2 separate regions of the Hordeum vulgare genome follow, and region 2 is linked to region 1. Evidence: chromatin contacts called from public Hi-C data. All regions are on one chromosome and are shown on one strand. The core of a region is the stretch at or near the end of the contact, and the rest is flanking DNA. Distances in the headings are between cores, read along the strand shown.

Evidence for each region. Hi-C and Micro-C count contacts between places; a contact is called where the count stands out from the background.
Region 2: a Hi-C map of seedling shows a contact between it and region 1, with 4 times the contacts expected there. The contact joins the promoter of LOC123447725 here to the promoter of LOC123447724 in region 1. A contact is called at or near these places in 1 of 6 Hi-C or Micro-C datasets (seedling) and 1 of 1 datasets of contacts at active chromatin or transcription factors (embryo).

What each region holds. Positions count from the first base shown.
Region 1 is chr4H:31,988,576-31,993,107 of MorexV3_pseudomolecules_assembly, forward strand. LOC123447724 (flowering locus K homology domain-like) reads right to left here and starts at 1,803. Exons shown (of 7, transcript XM_045124363.1): 1 at 1,573-1,803; 2 at 483-965. The coding sequence starts at 1,800.
Region 2 is chr4H:32,233,426-32,237,812 of MorexV3_pseudomolecules_assembly, forward strand. LOC123447725 (iron-sulfur protein NUBPL) reads right to left here and starts at 1,626. Exons shown (of 8, transcript XM_045124366.1): 1 at 1,377-1,626; 2 at 1,114-1,237; 3 at 566-688. The coding sequence starts at 1,400.

The DNA of each region.
Region 1 (4,532 bases), core at 553-3,052:
GAATAGGAATCCATTCCTACAAACCAAAGGGGTCAAAAGGAAACTCCCTATAGGAATCATATAGATAAAATTCCTACAAATTTCCTGTAACCAAAGGAGGAATAAGGTACCAAGCAACTACCAGCGCAACTACAAATTTCCTTAAGTCAACGAGCATCAAGCAAACAACGCTGCACTGAGCACACCAAACAACTTCCAGCACAAAATGACTAACGTACTAAGCAAACTGTTAGGTTGGGGAACCATTCCAAATGTATCTTATGGGGCAGAGTGGCAGGGAAACTGGGTATTAGTGTACACAAGTCAGTATACGAATTTGCCAGCTCATAATAAATCACAACATCAACAAAAAGAAATCTAAAAGGTGTTGTTGCAAGAAAACAACACACAGGAACCACTACAGAGTACCGACATCATAAAAATATGCTGGCTGCATTGATAAGAATACGAACTTGTCATCAAGATTTTATACAGATACTTACTGCTCTTTCTGTTACACCAGGTGGGCCATCAAGTATTTTTATGCGAGCTTTAGACTGCTCGCACATCTTTTTTATAAACTCCCCTTTGCGGCCAATGATAGCACCCACCTTCTGGGCTGGGACCAGTATACGGAAAACGCTATCTCCTGGCCAACCTGGCCATCTCTTATCCTCGCCCTCTACCTGCAGGCTTTCCTGCTGCTTCACTTGCCCATTGTATGCATTCTCTTCCTGGCACGGGCTTACTGGTTCATCATTGTACTGAGTTTCTGGTTCTTCGCTGAGCAGATTAGCTTGCACCTCATTGTACGCATTCCCAGCTCCTTCATATTGGTTTGCAGGCTCTTCTTCGTTGTATGGGTTACCAGGCTCTTCATTATACTGTTCTGTGTTGTCGTACGAGTTGAGTCGTTCTTGGTCGTAAAGATTCTGAGGGAGTTCATCAATGCCATGTTCCGTGAAATTCTCTTCATCCATAATTTTCTGTTGACACAAAGTAAAAGGATTACATAAAAAACCGCCACAGGCACCACTGAATTTTAAGGCACAACATATAGAATTCAAAATCTGCAGCAGGAACGCGTCTGTCTTTCTTCATACGCATGACTCGTGACGCAAGGCCCAGGCTGTAAATGTGGCTAGCAAGCAGGCACCATTTTATTAGACGCTCCCTGAACGCATACATGACTCTACCAACCTTGATTTAGAACATTTATATGCGACAACAGGAATTGTACCTACCAAGCAAACAGCAACTGGGTTCCAGGTCCAATCGACCATAGGAACCGCACCCTTTCCCCCCAAACCCACTTCAAAAGCACCCATGCCTTGCCATGACCCCAAACAGAGCCCAAGCCGCGTCCCCCAGATCAGCGCAGGGCACACGGGCCGCCATACAGCAAACCCTACTAAACCCTAAGCGCGCCGCAACCCCCGAACCTCGCTCGCCTCGACGTAGGGGCTAAAACTGAAACCAGGTCTCGATTCTCCGGCCCCGCGGAGCTCGGAATTGGCGAAACCTCCGCCGCCCTCCCACCAACCACGGGGGCGCGTCAGCGAGAGCACGGAAGGGGCGAGGAGATCGTGTTACCTGACAGAGGGGGAGGGGGAGGGGAGGGGAGGAGGCGGCGGCCGGCGGGGGGTGCGGCGAGGAAGCCGCGGAGGCCGGCGAGGGGCGGAGGAGGAGCGGAAGGGAGGACGACGGCAGCGGATTTGGGGTGTGGGGGAGGGGGGAGGGGAGCTCGTGCAGATGGTGGAGCGCTTTATCGCGATATCGCGACTCGTCCAGTACTCGAACGGAGAGCCGTCCGCGGTCCATACAGAGTTCTGTACTCGTGCCAGCAACTCCAATCGCGCTGCCTATTTGGTCCGCGCGTGACACCGTACAAGAACAATGACCCAGCGCATCGACATAAATCTAAATGATGTTTATTTCACGGGGTGTTTCTTTCCAGGGATTTTTTGGTGTAGGGATTAAAAAAAAGTCCCTTTTAGTCCCATGTGAAAGAAACAGGAGGGACTTTTAGGGACTAAAAGGGGGTATTTTGGACTAAAGAAAAAAGTCCCTATGGGAGGGACTTTTTCGGACTTTTTGGACTCTTTTTCCAACAATGCCCCTACTTTTAGCATGTTATTTAATAACTTCTAGTGTATTACTAGGGGTAACATGGTCTTTTTGCATGTCATTTAATGACCTTTAGTCCATGTTTAGTCCTTGGAAAGAAACGGGTAGGGACTAGAGACTTTTTAGTTGGGACTAAAAAAAGTCCTAGGACTTTTTAAAGAAATAGGGCCTCAGACTTAAATTTAGGTCGGAGTTGCGTTCTCGCTGACATGAACAGACGCGCCTCGGTCCTTTTCGTGTCCCTCGCGGATCCACCAATCGGCCGGACAACCACCGCTCTTGGGCCCGCCTGACAGTGGCTGAAAATTGCCGATCATCGTCTTTTTAATCGACACGTGCGGCGGGGCCGGCTTCATCCACTTCTCCTCCCGTCCCCATTGGCCACATTTGCTCCCCTGCCGACGACTAGAAATCCTAGACCTAGCCGGCTCCCACCACCGTATGCCATGGGTTTTTCGGTAAAGGAAAGGTCAAGCTCACCGTTAGCGTTAGCTCGTCCCGGACATCGACGACACCTTGCTGCGGTGCGCCACGGGAACATGAGCGCCTATGCATTTCCGTCCACCAAGCAAGGTGGTAGTGACAATACAGGCAGACCCTTCTGTATCCATATGTCAACCTCCCGTCTGATTGGCATCTAGATCCCCACCGCATTCTTGTGGCGACGATGCCCCGGTCCGTGCACGTGCGCTCGACCGAGGAGGTGCGCAGGCTGTTCCCCGATCCGCGGGCGCGCACACAGAGGAGGTGCGTCGGTGGCGCGAGCTGCTGAGCCCCGACCAGAGGCGACATCCAGCCTACACAACCGACTCCCCAAATTGGGAAGTTTGGTTCGCCATGGACCACGAGCAGGAGCGCCTCAATGGCGTCTGGCTTGATCATGTCGTCCCATCACCGCCCCATGAGGTGAAGCCAGAGGAGCAGGAGGAGGAGGTTGTCTACCACGCCGCCCCCGAGGAGGCTTTGGCCCACGCCATCGAGGAGAGCAGGCGCGACGAAGGTGCGCACCGGGAGGGCCTTGAGGAGGCCCTCACACTGTCCGTAGCGGGCGACTGCATCCTACCTCCTCATCCTCATCCGTCGGCGCCTCCGACGCTTCCCAAGCCCAAGGTCAAGGCGGAAAAGCCCCAGCCGGAGCGCTACAAGTGGACTGGACAACTCCGAGAGTGGGTGTCTGCGCCTCTCATCTAGCTTGGCGCCACGTCGGAGGAGGAGGCGGTCTATTTCCTGCACTGGAAGACGCGCGCGCTGCCGGAGGAGCGTGCCTAGGTTGAGACGCAGATGGAATTTGAGCATCATTGGGCGTTGGAGGAGGAGGAGGAGCGTCAGGAAAAGGAGACGGGTGAGTGAGCCCTACAGCTTGCGCCCTAGCCAAAGACGCTGATCGGGCCTCGGAGACGGCGTTCCTATGGGCTAGGCCGGCACCGAGCTCATCGACCTCACCACCCCCAACGAGAATGAGGATGACGACGTCTAGGGCAGTCCATGCGGCGACGACCTTTTTTCATGTTTAGTTATGTTTAATTAACGTTATGTGTACTTGGACCTGCTTTTGACCGATGTGTTCTAATGCTAAATTATCGTTGTTTCGGCAGTCTCGTTATTTTAAGTCCGCGTTTGAAGTTTGGTTCGGGCCTATATTGGATGAACGAGTCGATCCATTTGTAAAACTGGACAGTAGTATCCGCTCGGCTCACCCAAACAGACAAAACACGCGTCTGTTTGAGTCGTTTTGTGAAGTTGCTCTGAGTTCAAGAAAAAAATGGGTTATGTACTCCTCGGGTCCTTTTATGCTATGAAGTAAAAAATTATAAAATTTAACCATATTTAAATGAAAAATATCGACACTCACAATACATAAGGTTGTGCAACATGAAAATTAAAACACTGCTTTTAATGTTCATCCTCGAAGAAGAAACAACATCCCTATTAGATGTTTTTTCCCATGAAGAGCTCATGCAAAAGAGGTAATTGGATTGTATAACGGAAGTATTAGTTGTTGAAATATGAGATGGGCTTATGGCCCATGAGAAAATTTCAGAAATCTCTAAGGGCCCAGGTAGGTGGCGGTATGACAAGGGATGGTGGGAAGTCCAGTTCCACCCCATTAGTGGTGAAGGAGTTGGATTCCTTTATAAGAGTCTCTCTACTAAATGTTATTGGAACATGAGAATAGAAGAGGCCCTCGCGCACTCCTCCGCCGTCGCCCACCTTGCCACGCCACGCCTCGTCACGACGCGTTGCGGGTTGCGGGAATGAGCCGAGCCGAGCTCATACCTACGCGCTTATTTTTGTCGATCGGGAATAGAGAATACGTAACGGACGGGCTGAGACGTCAGATCGTGGGTTGTTACCAACTCGGGCGTGGGTCCAGCCCACGTCTCTCCACCCGGTCAGACTATATAAGAGAGGCTAATGCCAACCCC
Region 2 (4,387 bases), core at 376-2,875, 240 kb after region 1:
CACTGATATGGCCAACATGCTCACATACTCAAATGAAAGTAGCAAGCATTATCCATATGCAAACTGAAGGAAAATATTGGCATGCCTGGGCGTTATTTGCCTGATGATAATGGGAACCGATTTCAAACGGATAATTACATTGTTCCAAGTAATCCTCCATATTTTAATAGGCATAGACCAACAGATTTTACTGCTTCATTCAGAACTTAGAACAGATATCAATTCGCAATGAATAATCACAATGTTTGTAATAGGGAGTTCTCTTCAGGTCTTTCTGCACAAAATGTGGATTGTATTTTACTACCATAAATTTGTGTCGAAACCAAGATTATTCAAATATAAATCCAAAATTGTACCATGCATAAAAAATGTGGGGAAACAATAATATCTATCTGTTAGGATCTTAGAATATGTAGCAGTACCAAGACAACAAGGAAAACCTCGTAACTCACAACAATAAAAAAAATTAGCCAGTTATTGTAGATTTAAATTTTTATGCAAAAATTATAACATGTTTGTATGGCATATACGCATATGCTGAGAGAGGTACAGCTGATAGTGATACCTTCACTTACTTCAGGCTTTTCATGCAGATGCATCATTGTGGGAATGGATGGCCCATATATATCAGCATCTAGCAAACCAACCTTGAGCTTAAACTCCTTCGCAAGTGCTACAGCAATGTTAACTGCAACAAAAAAGGTACCAGATATAAGGGGAATGTTATGGAGCAAGTACCAGATATAAGGGGAATGTGATGGAGCATCATAAGTGGTTCTTCTCGATTCAGTATAAGTTTGGTTCATGATAGTTTGGATGAAAAGCAAAGAGAGATTATGCACCTATATCACTTGGCATCTAGCTGCCCCAGGCCCTCTCCAGAACAGAACATTAGTTGAACGCCTTATTCAGAATCAAATTCTACGTCATGATAGTTAATGGGCATATCTTAGTTTGGCATCATTTCTACTTCCATGCGAATTTACAGTTTTCCTTTTCCTTTTAGAAAGTATATACAAACTCTACAATCCTAATGCATATTCCAATATACAGTACCTTACAACTCTCTGCACTGCCACTAACAAATTTGAAAAGAAGAGACCAGATTAGAACCTGCAGTGGTGGACTTGCCGACGCCGCCTTTCCCCGAGGCGACAGCAATAATGTCACTGACGCCAGTGATTGAGAGCCCGCCCTTCGCGGCGGCGCTGTAGCATCTCCTGCCACCAAGCAAACCCTGTAAAAAAGCAGGACCATGAGCACATTTCGAGAAAGCATTTCGGTGGAACGGGCATGAAATGGGCGCAAATTTGCAGCGGCCACTTGTGGGAAAATTCAATAATTTGGCAGCTGTAGGAGAAGATCTGTGGTCTCACCGAGCGAGAGGCGATCCGGAGCATCGGGAAGAAATAGGCCCGCCGGAGAGAGAACGTATGTTCTTCTTTTTCCCCTTCAGTCTTACTGGGACGGCGTGGTGGGCGGGGCCAGGGGGAGACTGGTGGTGGGCGGGAGAGGTCGCGGATTGGCTGGGTTGACGTGGGACGAGGAGTCCAGCGGCTTCAGAGGGGATCCGGTGGAGGTTGACGGCGGCGACCTTCCAGGAGGCGGCGGCGGCAGTGACGGAGGAGGGCTGTTTCGTGGGTTGGACTTGGAGGGCTGAGGGTGAGGGACCCGCGGCTTGGGCCATATGGGCCGATCCTCGTGGGCCAGGCCGCGGGCACATAATTTCACAGTCGTGCTTCCGGTTTCTCCGTTTCCGGTTGTTTTTTCTGGTTTTCGTTTTTTTAGTTTTGATTTTTTTTTTCTGTTTCCAGTTTTTCTATTTCCGGGTTTTCAAGTTTTTTTAGGAAAAAAATTCTGTCTAAACCTATTAATATGGGATCTAGATTTAAAGTTCTCGACGTGAAAAACACAAAAATGAATACAGCTTGTGATTTGAACGCACGATTCTAAATATAAAACGTATTGATAGATGAATGGATGAAAAAAAACATAAAACACACACGCAACAACAAGTGTCATACAAACAAGTGCGTCATTTGTCAACACGAGTGGGAGTGAAAGTGAACTTTGTGAGAGGCACCCTCTAACTAGTTATATGGATGAAAAACTAGCACAAATTTGCTGCAATTCTCATGGAGAATCAAAGCATGTGTTTCCTACACATTCACCTTTTTCTCATTGAAGAAAGTATTCGATAGCTTTAGTAAAGAGCGTGTGCAGAGATATGGCAAATTAGCGAAAGAAGCAGTTAACACCGTTAGGCCCTGTTTGGAATCATAATAGATTATGATAATCTGAATTATGAAGATAGATATATAATCTGGTTTATAAACATAATCTAGGTGGACATGTTTGAAGGCCAGATTATATAAACTGTAATTCAGGTTTTACATTGCATAATGACCTGTCTGTCCTCTGTTTTTTTTTAAAAAGAGGAGGGTGGCGGTGGTAGGAATGTAATTATCTCCAACTTTACAAGGCTAATGAGTCATTAGCAATCCATAATCTGATTTTAGCTGGTATAGAGTAGATTATGAGTTTTTAATAATCTATCCATCTAGTTTTTATAATCTACACCATAAGTTGTCCTGTTTGGAGACAGAATAGATTATAAAAACTGAATTATATAATCTGGGTGGTTCCAAACAGGGCCTTAATGCGATCACTTTTCATGCATTTCCGACGCGCACGTACCGAAATGTATGTGTGCGCGTTTCGAGGTAGCATTGTATTGGAGCTTTGTGTTGGGTAACGTAGCATAAATTCAAAAAATTTCCTACGCATGTTCAGATCTTTCTATGGAGAGACCAGCAACGAGAGAGGGGTAAGAGCATCTTCGTACCTTTGAAGATCGCTAAGCGGAAGCGTTGCTAGAACGCGGTTGATGGAGTCGTACTCGCGGCGATTCCGATCTAGTGCCGAACAACGGCACCTCCGCGTTCAACACACGTGCAGCCCGGTGACGTCTCCCGCACCTTGATCCAGCAAGGAGGAGGGAGAGGTTGGGGAAGAAGTCCAGCAACACGACGGCGTGGTGTCGGTGGAGAGACGAGGTCTCCTGGCACGGCTTCGCCAAGCGCCGGCAGAGAGGAGGAGGGAGAGGAGCAGGGCTGCGCCGAGAGAGAGATTAAACCGTGTCTCCAACAGCCCCGAGTCCTTATCTATTTATAGGAGGAGGGGGAAGGGCTGCGCCACCCCTAGGGTTCCCTCCCTAGGGACCGGCGGCCACCAGATGGGAGAGGGGGGCGGCGGCTAGGGTGGGAGAGGTGTGGCGCACCACCTGGTGGGCCTAAGGCCCACCTGCGCGTAGGGTTGCCCCCTCTCCCCACCACTTGCACATTGGGCTGGGTGTGGGAGGCGCACCAGCCCACCTAGGGGCTGGTTCCCTCCCGCACTTAGCCCATCTAGCCTCTTGGGGTCGTTGCCCCCCTTCGGTGGTTCCCCGGGACCACCTCCGGTGGTCCCGGTGGTCCCGGGACGTTACCGGTGACGCCCGAAACAATTCCGGTGTCCAAAACCATCCGTCCTATATATCAATCTTTACCTCCGGACCATTCCGGAGCTCCTCGTGACGTCCGGGATCTCATCCGGGACTCCGAACAACTTTCGGTAACCTCGTACAACAATTCCCTATAACCCTAGCGTCATCGAACCTTAAGTGTGTAGACCCTACGGGTTCGGGAGACAGGCAGACATGACCGAGACACCTCTGTGGCCAATAACCATCAGCGGGGTCTGGATACCCATGGTGGATCCCACTAGCTCCACGATGATCTCATCGGATGAACCACGATGCCAAGGATTCAATCAATCCCGTATATGATTCCCTTTGTTTGTCGGTATAGAACTTGCCCGAGATTCGATCGTCGGTATACCTATACCTTGTTCAATCTCGTTACCGGTAAGTCTCTTTACTCGTTCCGTAGCACGTCATCGTGTGACTAACTCCTTAGTCAAATTGAGCTCATGATGATGTTCTATCGAGTGGGCCCAGAGATACCTCTCCGTCACACGGAGTGACAAATCCCGATCTCGATTCGTGCCAACCCAACGGACACTTTCGGAGGTACCCGTAGTGCACCTTTATAGTCATCCAGTTACGTTGTGACGTTTGATACACCCAAAGCACTCCTACGGTATCCGGGAGTTGCATAATCTCACGGTCGAAGGAAAAGATACTTGACATTAGAAAAGCATTAGCATACGAACAATACGATCTAGTGCTAGGCTTAGGATTGGGTCTTGTCCATCACATCATTCTCCCAATGATGTGATCCCGTTATCAACGACATCTAATGCCCATGATCAGGAAACCATGATCATCTATTGACTAACGAGCTAGCCAACTAGAGGCTTGCTAGGGACACATTGTGATCTATTCATT